2 separate regions of the Mus musculus genome follow, and region 1 is linked to region 2. Evidence: chromatin contacts called from public promoter capture Hi-C data. All regions are on one chromosome and are shown on one strand. Each heading gives the region's core, a stretch centred on a gene start, on an enhancer-like site or on the middle of the called end of the contact. The rest is flanking DNA. Distances are from core to core; before and after follow the strand shown. Region 1 holds the start of Slc12a6 (solute carrier family 12, member 6). Region 2 holds the start of Kif18a (kinesin family member 18A).

Region 1 (6,485 bases), core at 3,216-5,715, 3.0 Mb after region 2:
ACTATGCCCCCTTCTGGTCACATGGATATGACTGGAGAAATGGACTACATTTCCCAGGATGCCTTGGAGAGACTTCCGTCCAATCTGGAAGGTTGTTGGCGCACGCGATTGAAGCGGCGCACTCGGAGTAAACGCGGCTGGCGGTAGTACGTGTGTCTTTTTGCTGAGGGCAGTTATGTTTCTCCAATATTACCTCAACGAGCAGGGCGATCGCGTTTATACGCTGAAGGTAAGGGGAGGAGGAAACAGCTATATATCAAAAGGACGAGAAATTTAGATGGGAGGAACAGTTGGAACCGGCCTGCGCAGCCCACTGAGTGGAGCCATGTCGGAGCCAAAACGTGGTAGATAGGCAGTGGCTTCTTTTTCTGACCACGCGATCTCCTGGCCTCAGGTCACCCATTTTCTTGTTTCTTTCTATCACACCACTCATATTGAGATATTTTTTATTTTTCCTTGAGCAGAAATTTGACCCTATGGGACAACAGACTTGCTCCGCCCATCCTGCTCGGTTCTCCCCAGATGACAAATATTCAAGACACCGAATCACCATCAAGAAACGCTTCAAGGTGCTCATGACCCAGCAACCGCGTCCTGTCCTCTGAGGGCTCGTTAATCTTTTACGCTGCTCATGCCTCGGCCTATTATCAGCAACCAAACGCGTCAATCTGTAAGCCTTGAAGCCTTCCCATGCTGTTTGGAATCCTATCTCACTCACCACGTGAATGAGTCTATACTGATGGGCCTCGCCTGTAAAAGGAACAATATTTTTCTTTCTTTTTTTCATGCCAGGTTATTAAAGATATAGTGAACTGAAAGTTCATTTTGTGTGTTGTTGGAGGAAGAGATGGGGGAAGGGTAGTACCGTTGGTAGTACAAGGCCACTTGAGAACATTCGTAAGCCCTCATTGTAGCAATAGAACTGTGTGCCATCGACGATAGGGTGTTGGGGGGAAAAAGGCTGTGAAAGACTCCTACAAAGGTCAGCATTCCCTGGAAAACTACTGTCTAATTGTGGGCCCTTTAAAAAATATTCTGAATTCCTCAAAGAGTAAAAAAAAATGTATGTGTGTTTTAGTATTTTACCGACATGTGTCTATGCCTATATGTGCCAGTAACCATCAAGACCAGAAGAGGGAGTCAGATCCCTGGTGACTAGAGACTGATAGCTAGTCTTTCTGTGACTGCAGGGGATAGACACAGGTCCTCTGGGAAGCACCCCTCTCTCCAGTCCTACCACTACATTTTGAGTTCTGAGATAACAAGTATGCCCAACCCTGGAAGTTTTCTTTTTCTCTCTTTAGACAGAGTCTCTATGTAGAGCTGGCTGCCCTGGACCTCAGGTCTAACTGCCTCTGCCTTTGAACACTATCTTAAAGGTGTGCGCCAGCCTGTGGATGTTTCTTTACCAAGCCAGTGAAATCTGTCTGGTAGGAGATATGTCTTCTTGGTTTTTTTCAGTATTGGATACAATTAATTCTGTCCTTCGATTGCAAAAATAAAACATTAGCATTGTTAGCATTACTTCTATGCCACGAGCTGTGCATACCAAAATAAAGACTTCAACCTGGAGGTAGTACTAGTCACCATGGAGAAAAGGAAACGTGTGACTCTAGCAATGACTTAGACAATCCCCTGGATACACATGGCTTTAGGGAGCTTGATTATGTGTTTGGGGGCAAGAGGAAGAGCTGTCAGAGTGAGCTAGGTAGTGCATATAAATACATGCAAAAAGACTGGCATGTGTCAGAGAGCAGAAATTGCGCAAAATGTCATTGTAAAGTCTGTGAAGTTTGAATGGCCATCAAGGCTGCCTTAGAAAGTAGATTCCTGAGGAGATGGGCTTCTTTTCTTCAAGAACAGTTGTAAGGTTTTTGGTTTGGTTTGGTGTGGGTTTTGGTTTTTCAAGACACAGTACATTTGTAAGGTTTTTGTTTGGTTTGGGTTTTGGTTTTGGTTTTGGTTTTTCGAGACAGGGTTTGTATAGCCCTGGCTGCCCTGGAACTCACTCTGTAGATCAGGCTGACCTCGAACTCAGAAATCTGCCTGCCTCTGCCTCCCAAGTGCTGGGACTAAAGGTGTGCATCACCACTGCCCAGCCATTAGCTAGCTATAGGCTATATTTAAAAATCCAGGCTGTGCATGGTAGCTGATGTCTAATTCTGTCATAGAATGAGGTAGAAGGATCCCTATGAGTTCCAAGCCAGCCTAGGCTATGTAGTTAGTCCTTGTATCAGAAAACTAAAGGGAGCTGAGGGTGTACATAACATAGTAGGTCCAGTGACTTTCTAACATGCACATAGCTTTACAGAAGACTGGGTTTAGTGACCCCATAATTCCAGCACTTGGGAAGTAAAGGCAGGTCAGAAGTTGAAAGTCATCCTCTGCCGGGCAGTGGTGGCGCACACCTTTAGTCCCAGCACTTGGGAGGCAGAGGCAGGTGGATTTCTGAGTTCGAGGCCAGCCTGGTCTACAGAGTGAGTTCCAGGACAGCCAGGGCTATACAGAGAAACCCTGTCTGGAAAAAAAACAAAAGAAAAAAGAAAGTCATCCTCGGCTATATAGTTTGAGGACATCCTGTGCAACATGAACTCATGTTTCACTTTCTCTAAAGAGCAAAAGAGGTATTTTGGCAGCAAAGGTGCTTCACCCACAAGCCTGCAGATCTGGGTTCAGATCCTGGGACCTATAATCAGAAGGACTCATGTATTTGTACACTCAAAATAAATAAGTGTACCAGTTTTCTAACCCTGCCCCCACCCTCACTGATGAGGATAGAATCAAGGGCTTTGGATATGTCAAATACTCAAAGATCTAATACAATTTTACATTTTAACGGGTTTCGTTTTATTTCCAAGCTATCAAACTCGACTGGAAATTGCCATTTGGTCAAAGTGAATTTCCAAGCCCTGGAATTAAGATGGTTTTGATTCATTTTTTTTTTAAACTATAAATCTTTTATGTGTATTTAAGTGCAGTGCCAGCATGGGTCTTATCACCTAGACCTGGAGTTACAGGGCCATGAGAACTGGGAACGGAATTAGGGTTTCCTTCAGAGCAGTAAACGCTGTTAACCACTGAGGGTCTAGCCTCCTGCTCCATTATTAAGTCCACTGATTTGCAACTAGGAGGAAAGGAAAGGTCTCAGGAAAGGCTCCAGTGAGTTTCTGCATTTTGATCAAACTTTCAGAGCGTTTTCAAGTAAAACATGGTTGAACTGAAAGTTATTAAAACACCTTGACGAATTAAATAAACATTCTAGTGTTAATAAAGTGGGTCAAATCCTGGAAATGTTGCAGAGCAGATATCCCAATGTCTTCTCCATGTCTGTATAAGTTCTCTTTAATGGAAATTTAAGCCTGGCTTGCAGTTTCAAAAGGATATGAACAAGAAAGGGGAAAGTAGCCCATAATGATGAACAAGATACAGGTGTCTTAGAAAAGACAACTGAATTTTTACAGAGGTCACATCTAAGGTAACTAGATACCGTAATGGGAGGTTTGGGTGCCATAGAGTTAAGGTTTCCAGAGAGCTTTTAGAGATGACCCTTGCGGTTCGCGGGTCAGTGTTCACTGAGTGCCTCTAAGCAGCATACTGAGTACGTGGAGCACAGGTGAGGAAAAAGCAGCTCGCCACACGCGTTCAGACCCTAGGGCGGACTACAGTTCCCGTCGTGCTCCACGTGAGAGTCGCCGGTCCGCGCAGGCGTGGTGCCCTCTGTCTCCCGCGCTGCATGCTCCGGGCGGGGCTGCTGTTGCCCGGCCGCAGGACGGCGCCGCCCTCTAGCTCCCCAGACTTCTCCGGACGGTTAACCTCGAATGAGGAACGAGAGGGGCGGAAAGGGGAGGGCTGCGGCGGCGCGGGCACAGCCCGCCGCGCCCGGGGCGGGGGGCGGCGAGGTCACGTAACGGCCTCGGGCGTCTGCCGGGGAGGGGGCCTCCTGCGCGCCGCGGCTCCGGAACGGTTAGCGGCTAGTAAACAACAGCTGCGCGCGCACCCGCATCAGCTGGCGCGGGCTCCCGCACCTGCGACCTCCTCCGTAGCCGGGACCAGCCTGCCTGGCCGTCTTCTCCCTCCGCCGAGACCCAAGGAAAGCCGGCGAGAGGCTAACGGGCCCCGGGAGGAAAGCGCGTCCTGTCACACGCAGTGCAAACACGGCGAGCGGTCGTGGGCTTGAGGGACTCGCCACGACCTGCCACGACCCTGCAGTGGGAGCTGCCCTGATCCGCTAGCCGCCGCCTCCAGCTCCTTTGCCAGGACGAGACCTCTGGGAGGCAGGAATCCACTCTGCTTCGGCATCCTCTCGTGGCTCTCCTCTTTCTCCTTCCTGTAGTGTGGGGGTATTTTCCCGTTATGCATGCGCATCTCTCCCACCAGACCCAAGTGGATTATCGACCTCAAAAACATCGGGTGGCTCAGCACACACCTCCTCCCAGCCAGACCTGTGGGGTATTCACCTGATACACAACAGGTGGCTGGTGCACACCTTTGCGCAATCTGATCCACGCTCTTATACGCCTGATAAGGGTGGGCCTGCATGCTCCGTCCTCAGCTAGAACCGTGGGACACTCGGCAGATAAAGGACTAACTACCTCATCCGGACCCTGGGGGTTGAGCAGAGGGAGGCGTCACCAGCTGCTGTGAGATCATGGCACGGAGCCCTCAGCCCTGGACCAGGGGAGATAGCTAGGATTCTGAAAGAACCAAGTTATACAGGATTAGCATCGTTTTGTTCTTATTTTGTTTTCTCGAAAATTATTTTTCAGTTACTGGTGGGGCACTTTATAAAACAGCTGGCTTGAATTCTATACACGGATTCTTAATTGGGCCTTTGTGGGCTGTAAATCAGGGTAATTGAGGGTTTTTGGTTTTTTTTCCCCTTCTATTTTTGCAATCAGAAGTAGCTAGTGTAGGAGGAAGAGTTTTTGTGAGCTTTTCCTTTTTTCTTTGTCAAAAAGGAAAGGGGGGGGAAAATGCATCCACCAGAAGCCACCACCAAGATGTCCTCAGTTCGGTTCATGGTGACACCAACTAAGATTGATGACATTCCAGGTTTGTCAGACACCAGCCCGGACCTCAGCTCTCGGTCTAGTTCTCGAGTAAGATTTAGCTCCCGAGAAAGTGTGCCAGAAACAAGCCGTAGTGAGCCTATGAGCGAACTGTCTGGGGCTACTACTTCTCTGGCAACTGTTGCCCTAGATCCTTCCAGTGACCGGACTTCTAATCCCCAGGATGTTACGGAGGGTAAGTAGAGACTCAGAGAGCCGGGTGTTTCAACCCTTGGGTTGTCCATGTTGGCTAACTACCCTAATTTTATAATCATAAATTAAGGCCCACGTTTCTGTGATGCTTACGAGTGTGGGAATAATAGCGACAGTTAGTAGGTCACTGCAGTAGTCTTTTTGGCGTGGGAAAGTAGCTGGCAAGAGGGCAAGGAAATGTCTATTTTGGTTTCCTTATTTCTGTCTTATTTCTAATTAAAATGACTATTTTTAAAAAATTAAATCTTTTACAACACACAAAAAAAGTTCTAAACTAAAATTTTAATGGGCTGGATATGCGCTTTCTAGAGAGCTTTGGGGCTTTGACTCCTAAGTCAGCGTTTAAGGCAGGTTGTTACATCTTGTGTCTTACTGGATTCTTTTGCAGATTCAGTTGGGTGTCATAAAATTATTTTTTGAAATTTATGTTTTTATAGAGTATTTAAAGTAACTGAATTCACTCAAGGAAGTGGTACTCTCTTGAAAGAATGGAACTTTCGAGAGGGACTTCTCGTGCATGATTCCCACATAATTTCCCTGCTGAGCTTTAGATAACTATTTTGTATATTGTATATTGAGTTTTGTAGTCAGAACCTATAGAAGCCACTTCTGTTCGTATTAACCACTTTCCAGACTTGACCTTGAGCTGACGAGCCTGACTTGAATTAGAAGTTTTCCTTTGATTTAGTGGGAAGAGGTGATGCAAGGAGGAAAGTTACTTTTTCCAGACTCAGTTAAAAAACTTGAGAACTGCCACTTAGTTTTATGCCTCATTCGGACCAGCATAAGTCTTTTTTTTTATTATTTAAGTTTTTCCCTTAAGAATCTTAAAGACTTTTAAAAATTCTATTCTACACAAGTTTGAAAACATGGCTTTAGACAGTGACTTGTTAAAGCAAGGCTATCTTACCATTTCCGGTCTCAGGAAATAGTGTTCCTCCTGACCTTAAGTGTTCCGGAAGCCAGAATAGTTTTAGTTCCTCAAATTTGCTTGTTTTTAATGTCTTGAGAAAGATAGACTTGGTAAAGCTTATAGTTCCAAAATTAACTAATCTTTAGCGAGTCATGTTTCTTTTATGGCAGTAGTATGAGTTAATTCCTAGTCTGACTGCTTTCTGTTGCTTAATAAACCTTACACTGGATTATATACACTATGTTAAAGTATGAGATAAAAGATCATAACTTCCTTTTCTACCATATTTATTTATCTATATATATATATAT
Region 2 (6,247 bases), core at 2,348-4,847:
GGTGCTGAGAACTGAACTCAGGGTCCCAGCAGAACACAAGTAACCACTGAGCTGGCCCTTGTGCAGATTTGACTTTTGTTTTTGTTTTGTTTTTGTTTTTTTTTTTTATTTGTTTGTTTGGGTTTTTTTTTTTTTTTTGGAAGCACTGCTGCCAATAAAAACCTCAAAACAATGTGAGGGTAAAGCAATAAAAATGGACAACAAATTGTTTCTACTGGCATTTTATTCTTTACTGTACTCAAATTTCATGTATTTAACTACATTCAAGATTAAGTATATATGTATATAGATATACATATATATGTGTGTGTGTGTGTGTGTGTGTGTGTATATATATATATATATATAGCTTGTAACCCAGGTAAACATGGAGAAGGGGTTACAAATAGTTGATTATTTATATATAGTTTTTAGATTATTTGTAGTAACCCTCCTTGTTGGGATCGTGCCGTAAAAAAATCTTTTGAGTTCAAACTGTAAAGGAAATTCCTTCTTTGTAGCCCAGTCTACTACCAAAAAAAGCAGATCTCTCCGCAATCTTGTGAGCTTGTTTAATTTACTGCCAGTCAGTAAACCTGGCCTCTAAAGCAGATGCACTGTTACTGGGTCATTTAGCTTTTCTACATGGGCAAGGTTCCCTGAAGTCCTGGAAACCACAAAATTGGCCATGTTCAATTGTGGGAACACAAACAGGAGCCATATAAATAGAACTTCCTTCAGGATGCTAACAATTACTATTAGTCCCGAGAGGAAAAGTTACAAATCTAATTTTAAAGCTAGAAACGCGACCTAGGGGGCTGGAGGCGGGGGCTAAGGCGGGGAGGGGGGGGTGGAAAAGGGAGGATGCGCCCCTTAGTCAAAGGATCTCAGCCTTCCCTGGCCAATCTTAAAAGTGAAGGGTGGGAAAGCTGGGGTTCTCCAAAGCCAGGCCGGCAGTACACCGGAGGGGACGGGGGAGGGGCTTATTTCCTCACAGGCGGGGGATTCACTCCCCACAACCTCAACACCAAAAGTGCCCTGTCTCCAACCCTGAACTAGGGACTTCTCCTCACCTGAGGCAACAAAAACAACAAAAAAAGTTGGGCCGGCCGCGATGCTAAAACGCAGAAGAACCTGTTTGCGTACACCTAAGTCCCGAGTGGGGGAAACTTGTAAGAACGGACAGACGGCCCTCGTCCTTCCGTCGGAGCAACTGAAGTGTGTCTGCCTTTAGTTCCGCTGCTCCCAGCACCTACTTTGAAAGGGTGTTGTGGGTCAGGGGTTTCCAAAAGATCATCCTGGAAAAACAAGATCTCACTTTTAAGGGTTTTGGGGGGTTTTATTTTGTTTGTTTGTTTGTTTGTTTGTTTGTTTGCTTGCTTTAAGAATTGTTTTGATGTCTGGCGAAAGTTTAAATGTAACTTTCAATTTTCTGTCTACTATAAAATAATGGCTCCATGCATCATCCAATTTCTAACCAAAGGTGGAAATTTCAACCTTCTTAACCCTGTACTTTTGGGAAGTTCCGGTCCCCTACCCCGACTCTTTAATTTTGTTAAAAAGCATGAGGTTCTCTCGTCCTGTTATTACTTCTGCCAAATTCATGAGTTGACAACTGCACAATAATAGTATTGGTTGTATTGTTAAAACCTCTCTGTTTTAACCAAATGTATGATTCCTGGAGAGTATGGATCTCATTAGTGGAACCCTGCTATCAAGCAAGTGCAATGCAGAAGTGAAATTAAATGGGTAGTATTGGGATTACATGTGGCGACACTTGTAACACTAAGAAGCCTATATAGTGTGAATGTCAAAACAAGACAAAGATGGAATGTACATGCCTACTTAGTCATTTACCAATATAATTTTTCAAGATAACAAGATAAACATATTTTCAAACTAAATTAAAATATATTATAGTCACTTGACCTAGAAAGTATTTTAAAAACAAATGGCTAATTTTGACTTGGTTTCTTTTACAAGAGAAATACTTCCCTATAAAAGTTTTTCTAACACTTCAGTTTTCTCCTAATAAAATCAAAACAATATGTTTATATCTTATAGTCTGTTTTGAGAATAAAGTAAGGTAATGTTTAAGGGGTTAAAAATATGCCTGAGACACCAAAGGTCAAGCACTATATATGGAAAGAATATTTAAAACAAAATGAACTCTCCTCATTTTTTTTTTTCGAGACAGGGTTTCTCTGTGTAGCCTTGGCTATCCTGGAACTCACCCTGTAGAGCAGGCAGGCCTTGAACTCAGAAATCTGCCTGCCTCTGCCTCCCAAGTGCTGGGATTAAAGGCGTGTGCCACCACTGCCTTGCAAACTCTCCTCATTTTTATTACCAAACCAATGTCACAAAAATGATGATGGCATTAGTTGGTACATATACTATAATAAGAAATAAGTAGTCACTTTATTGACGCACTCTCCAGGGCTCAGAAAAAATTCATAAAACAAAGAATAATGTATAATTTGCAACTCTCCTGATTTTCTTCAGTAGATTTAAGACATAATCATAATCTATGGGATTTCAACGTAAAAATGTGACTAATAGTACTCTGCACTGCTGGGTGTGGTGGCCTATGCCTTTAATCTCAGCACACAGGAAGCAGAAGCAAGAAGATCTCTATATGTTCCAGCCCATTTGTGTCTACATGGCAAGTTCCAGGCCAGCCATGACTACTGGGCAAGACCTTGTTTAAAAATATAAAATAGATTAGATAGATAGATAGATAGATAGACAATAGACAGACACATGCATAAATCCTCTGCCCTGTAACATCCTATTTTTACAGAAATCTAAACTCCAGGAGGGAAGGGATGCTGACTTCAGTGTGTACTAATATGCTCCTAAAATCTGCAAGTAAGAGTTGCTTACTAAATAGAGTCATATAAACAATAACAATGTAATTCAGATCGTACTACTAAATTTTTCTAAAGGGTTGAGAATGTCAACTGATAAAAGGCTTGCCTAGCCAACAATACAAATATAAAATACCCTGCCAATTTTTTAATATTCCCTATGTTTTTAATGCATTTTTCTTTCTAATGTATACATTCAGAAATAATGCAATCTGAAACAAGAAGCCCATGATCCAATAATGTGACTAGGCCAATATATTTAAGTGATTTTTAGTTTGTAAGGTCATACTTGGAGCATGTTAAATGCTGGCAAATAGCAAATATTTTCGCAAATACCAAATATTTTTAATCAGTAATAACGGGAGCAGGCCAGGAAACCCTGACAAAAGAAGACTTGGGACTTGTAATTAATTCACATGGAGGCACCATACCTTCCAAAGCCTGAGTCCTAATCCTTGGGAACTTGACTAATCAGAAAGGGAAAAAGGACAAAATAACCCAGGCCCTTTTACAGGCCCGCAGACTCCGCCTCTCCCCCTAAGAGAAACATCACCCAAAGCCCAGGGCACCCCAGACCCTAGGACTGTGGCAATACTAAATATCCCAGGTGGCTGCTTCCCACCTGCACCGCCGCCCGAGCTCCGCCCACCTCCGTCACGGCTGCCGGAAACGACCGCGCGCGTTGCCACGGCGACGCCCAGGAAAGTAACTTCTCCTCCGGCATCTGAGGCCCAGCCTCTGGCGCCAAACTGCGAGTCGCTCAGGAAAACGTCTGACGTGCTGACGTCATCCGAACGGCAGCCAATGAGATGGATAGCTGGGGAAGCTGGCTTGGGTTTGAATTTGTGGCTGTGTTTGGAGCGCCTGGAAGCCAACTCTGCCAAGTTGTGACGGTCACTTCTTGTAGGTGAGTGAGGTGGGCGCTGTGTCTGGGGACGCGTGGGTTGATTCGAGGGTCGCCGGAGTGGAGGATCCGGTGTCAGGCGACAAATTAGCTTTCGGCGGGCGATGCAGGTCGAGGGTCCCCTCGGTATTGCGGCTTGGAAAGACCCGGAGCTACCGAGTGTGCATGACAAGGCGAGCCTTTCTCAGCACCGAGGTTCTAGGCTTCGCCACTGAACCCCGAGGGGAAGCTGGTCCCTTTCTCAGACTTAAACTGAGGACGCTCACAGTTCAGCCTCCTAGAGCGTGAGGTTCCTTCCGGATTCCAAATTCAGAGTGTCCTGCTTGGGCTGCACATGGGAGTGTGCGACTTCTGGGCTTTACTTCATGGGAGGAGCTTTTGTGCAGAGAGGCTGTCAGGTCAGTCTGGAGCCCAGTTGTAGCCTCAAGCAAAACCGGCCCTGACTGCTCACCTGTGATGCTGAAGGTCACGGAAAAAAAGAAACAAAGACAAAAAAGTGCCAGGAGGCCAGAAAGCAGCCTCTAATCCTGCAGTTTCTGCAGCCTTTTCAGCAGGAGCTCATTTGCCTTGCCTAGTACAAAAAAAGCCAATGCTGACTGTTGCTCATTATAATATGAATGGGGATTACTGGAGTAGAACTAATTTTGTTGGTGACATCAGTCCACTTTGTCCAGTTCCTACCTTGGGTTTTGGAAGGTTTTCTTGACCTTTGATGTTAGAGAATATGAATCCCACAGAGCTAATAAATAGTACTTGCTATTGAATTCAGTGTATGAAAAGAACTATTTCAGTCAGCAGGAATGATTTGCCTTGAGAGGTATTCTCATTGAACCAGTATTTACAGATATTTAAGATTTTTTTATTTTAAAGAGCATTTTGTCCCACTGTAGTTATACTTTTCAATAGACACTATAAATTGACTATGCTGTTAATGCTATGAAAGGCAATAGAAAAACAATTGGCCCACCACCAATACTGATAATCTTCCCTCGTGTTAGTAAGGCAGTCAAATCAGTGACTGACAGAAAGGTTTAAGCCAGATAGAAACTGTAAATGAGGCAAGGTCCCTGTTCTAAACCATGTCGAATCAGAATTTTCTACCTGAGTTGGGAATAATTCGTAGCTATGTCATTGTGCTTCTATACACCTGTTTGGAAGCATTTTCTTTTTCTCAGTCATGAGATTTGGATTTGTAGCTGGGTCCGCTTTCTGTCATATTAGTAATAACATTTGGAAACATTACTAAGTTCCTCCGTATGTGAGGCAACCTTGCATAGTTATTATGCGCGTTGAATGACTTGGGTATGAAGTGTCTGCCATGGTTCCTGGCAGAGAGTAACTCATGTGAGCATCACTGTTACCACCATACTGACCTGGGGAAAGCCTTTCAATCATATTCATTAAGAATACTTACTGTATGGTATCAGAAAAACAAAAGGAAAAAAACCAAGTTACATTTCATAATTCACTCCTTCCAGGAAAAACACAGAGGTGAGCAGTGATGGGGAGTGGGGTAATAGATTCTAATCCAAACATACCAACTAAATAACAATTCACAGGAAGGGGAGTGCATGTTGGCAGACTATTAATTTATTGCTGCAGTCATTACGTGATATATGTATAATGACAGTGTATATCTAGAATGTGTAGAATCCTTAATGCCACCTAAGTATTTTTATTTTTTTTAAAGGAAGTATATAATTTTAATTTTTATGTAGAAAATTCTCAGGGCCTATACATGAGTAAATTACCTTTTGGATTCTATGTATTTTTATATACTTTTATTAATTTAATTATTATTTATATTTGAGAACTGTATAGGTTTAAAATAATAATCCTATTTGCCGTCATTTCAGCATTCTTTTTCTTCTTATATTTCCTAACATATAGATTAATCATACAATTTTGTAGCAGGAAAGGCTCTTAAATACCATTTGCTCTTTAGTTTGAATATTGCCAGTTAGAGCCCCTTCATCATCCTCTTTTATACTCAGTCTTTCAGGAATGGATCAATAGTCTACTGTAATCTATAGACTTACTTTATTCCCACCAAAAAAAATCTTACCACTGGCTCTTTTGTTTCTTCTTTAACAGCATACCATTTAAGATGGAATATGACTTAATTGATCAGGGTCTATACTGTTCTCAAAGCATTGTCCAAAAAGAATTTGCAAATCTTCATCCTATTCCACAGATAACAATTATCTGTTTCATATTAAACATGGTCTTTGTACTTGATATAGAATCAACTAGATACCAGACTTTTAGCCATGTTTGAAAAAGAAAACATCACTTTAATGTAGGAGAAGGGAATCTTTGCTTTCTGGTGCCCTAGCTAAAGAACAAAGAGGAATAGGAAATAAGATCAATCTTAAAATCTGTAGCAGGTTGAGACACAAAGTTACACTTGACATTGTACTTCTTAAAACTCCTTTAAGAGACTGTCAAAATTTCTTCTCAAGTATCACTTGAATCCTTACTGCATTTTAAAATAACT

What was found. Capture Hi-C pulls out chosen DNA fragments and counts their contacts.
Region 1: a promoter capture Hi-C map of liver shows a contact between it and region 2, with 2.9 times the contacts expected there. The contact joins the promoter of Slc12a6 here to the promoter of Kif18a in region 2. A contact is called at or near these places in 3 of 39 promoter capture datasets (the C10 cell line, embryonic stem cells and pre-B cells), 2 of 484 Hi-C or Micro-C datasets (B cells and CD4 T cells), 2 of 115 datasets of contacts at active chromatin or transcription factors (astrocytes and thymic regulatory T cells) and 2 of 9 other capture datasets (adipose tissue and liver).

What each region holds. Positions count from the first base shown.
Region 1 is chr2:112,261,849-112,268,333 of GRCm38.p6, forward strand. Slc12a6 (solute carrier family 12, member 6) reads left to right here and starts at 4,466. Exons shown (of 25, transcript NM_133649.2): 1 at 4,466-5,244. The coding sequence starts at 4,974. It overlaps Nop10 (NOP10 ribonucleoprotein), which reads left to right and starts at 78. Exons shown (of 2, transcript NM_025403.4): 1 at 78-229; 2 at 465-1,050. The coding sequence starts at 176. The coding sequence ends at 605.
Region 2 is chr2:109,277,141-109,283,387 of GRCm38.p6, forward strand. Kif18a (kinesin family member 18A) reads left to right here and starts at 3,598. Exons shown (of 17, transcript NM_139303.1): 1 at 3,598-3,753. It overlaps Mettl15 (methyltransferase like 15), which reads right to left and starts at 1,150. Exons shown (of 6, transcript NM_029790.3): 1 at 1,053-1,150.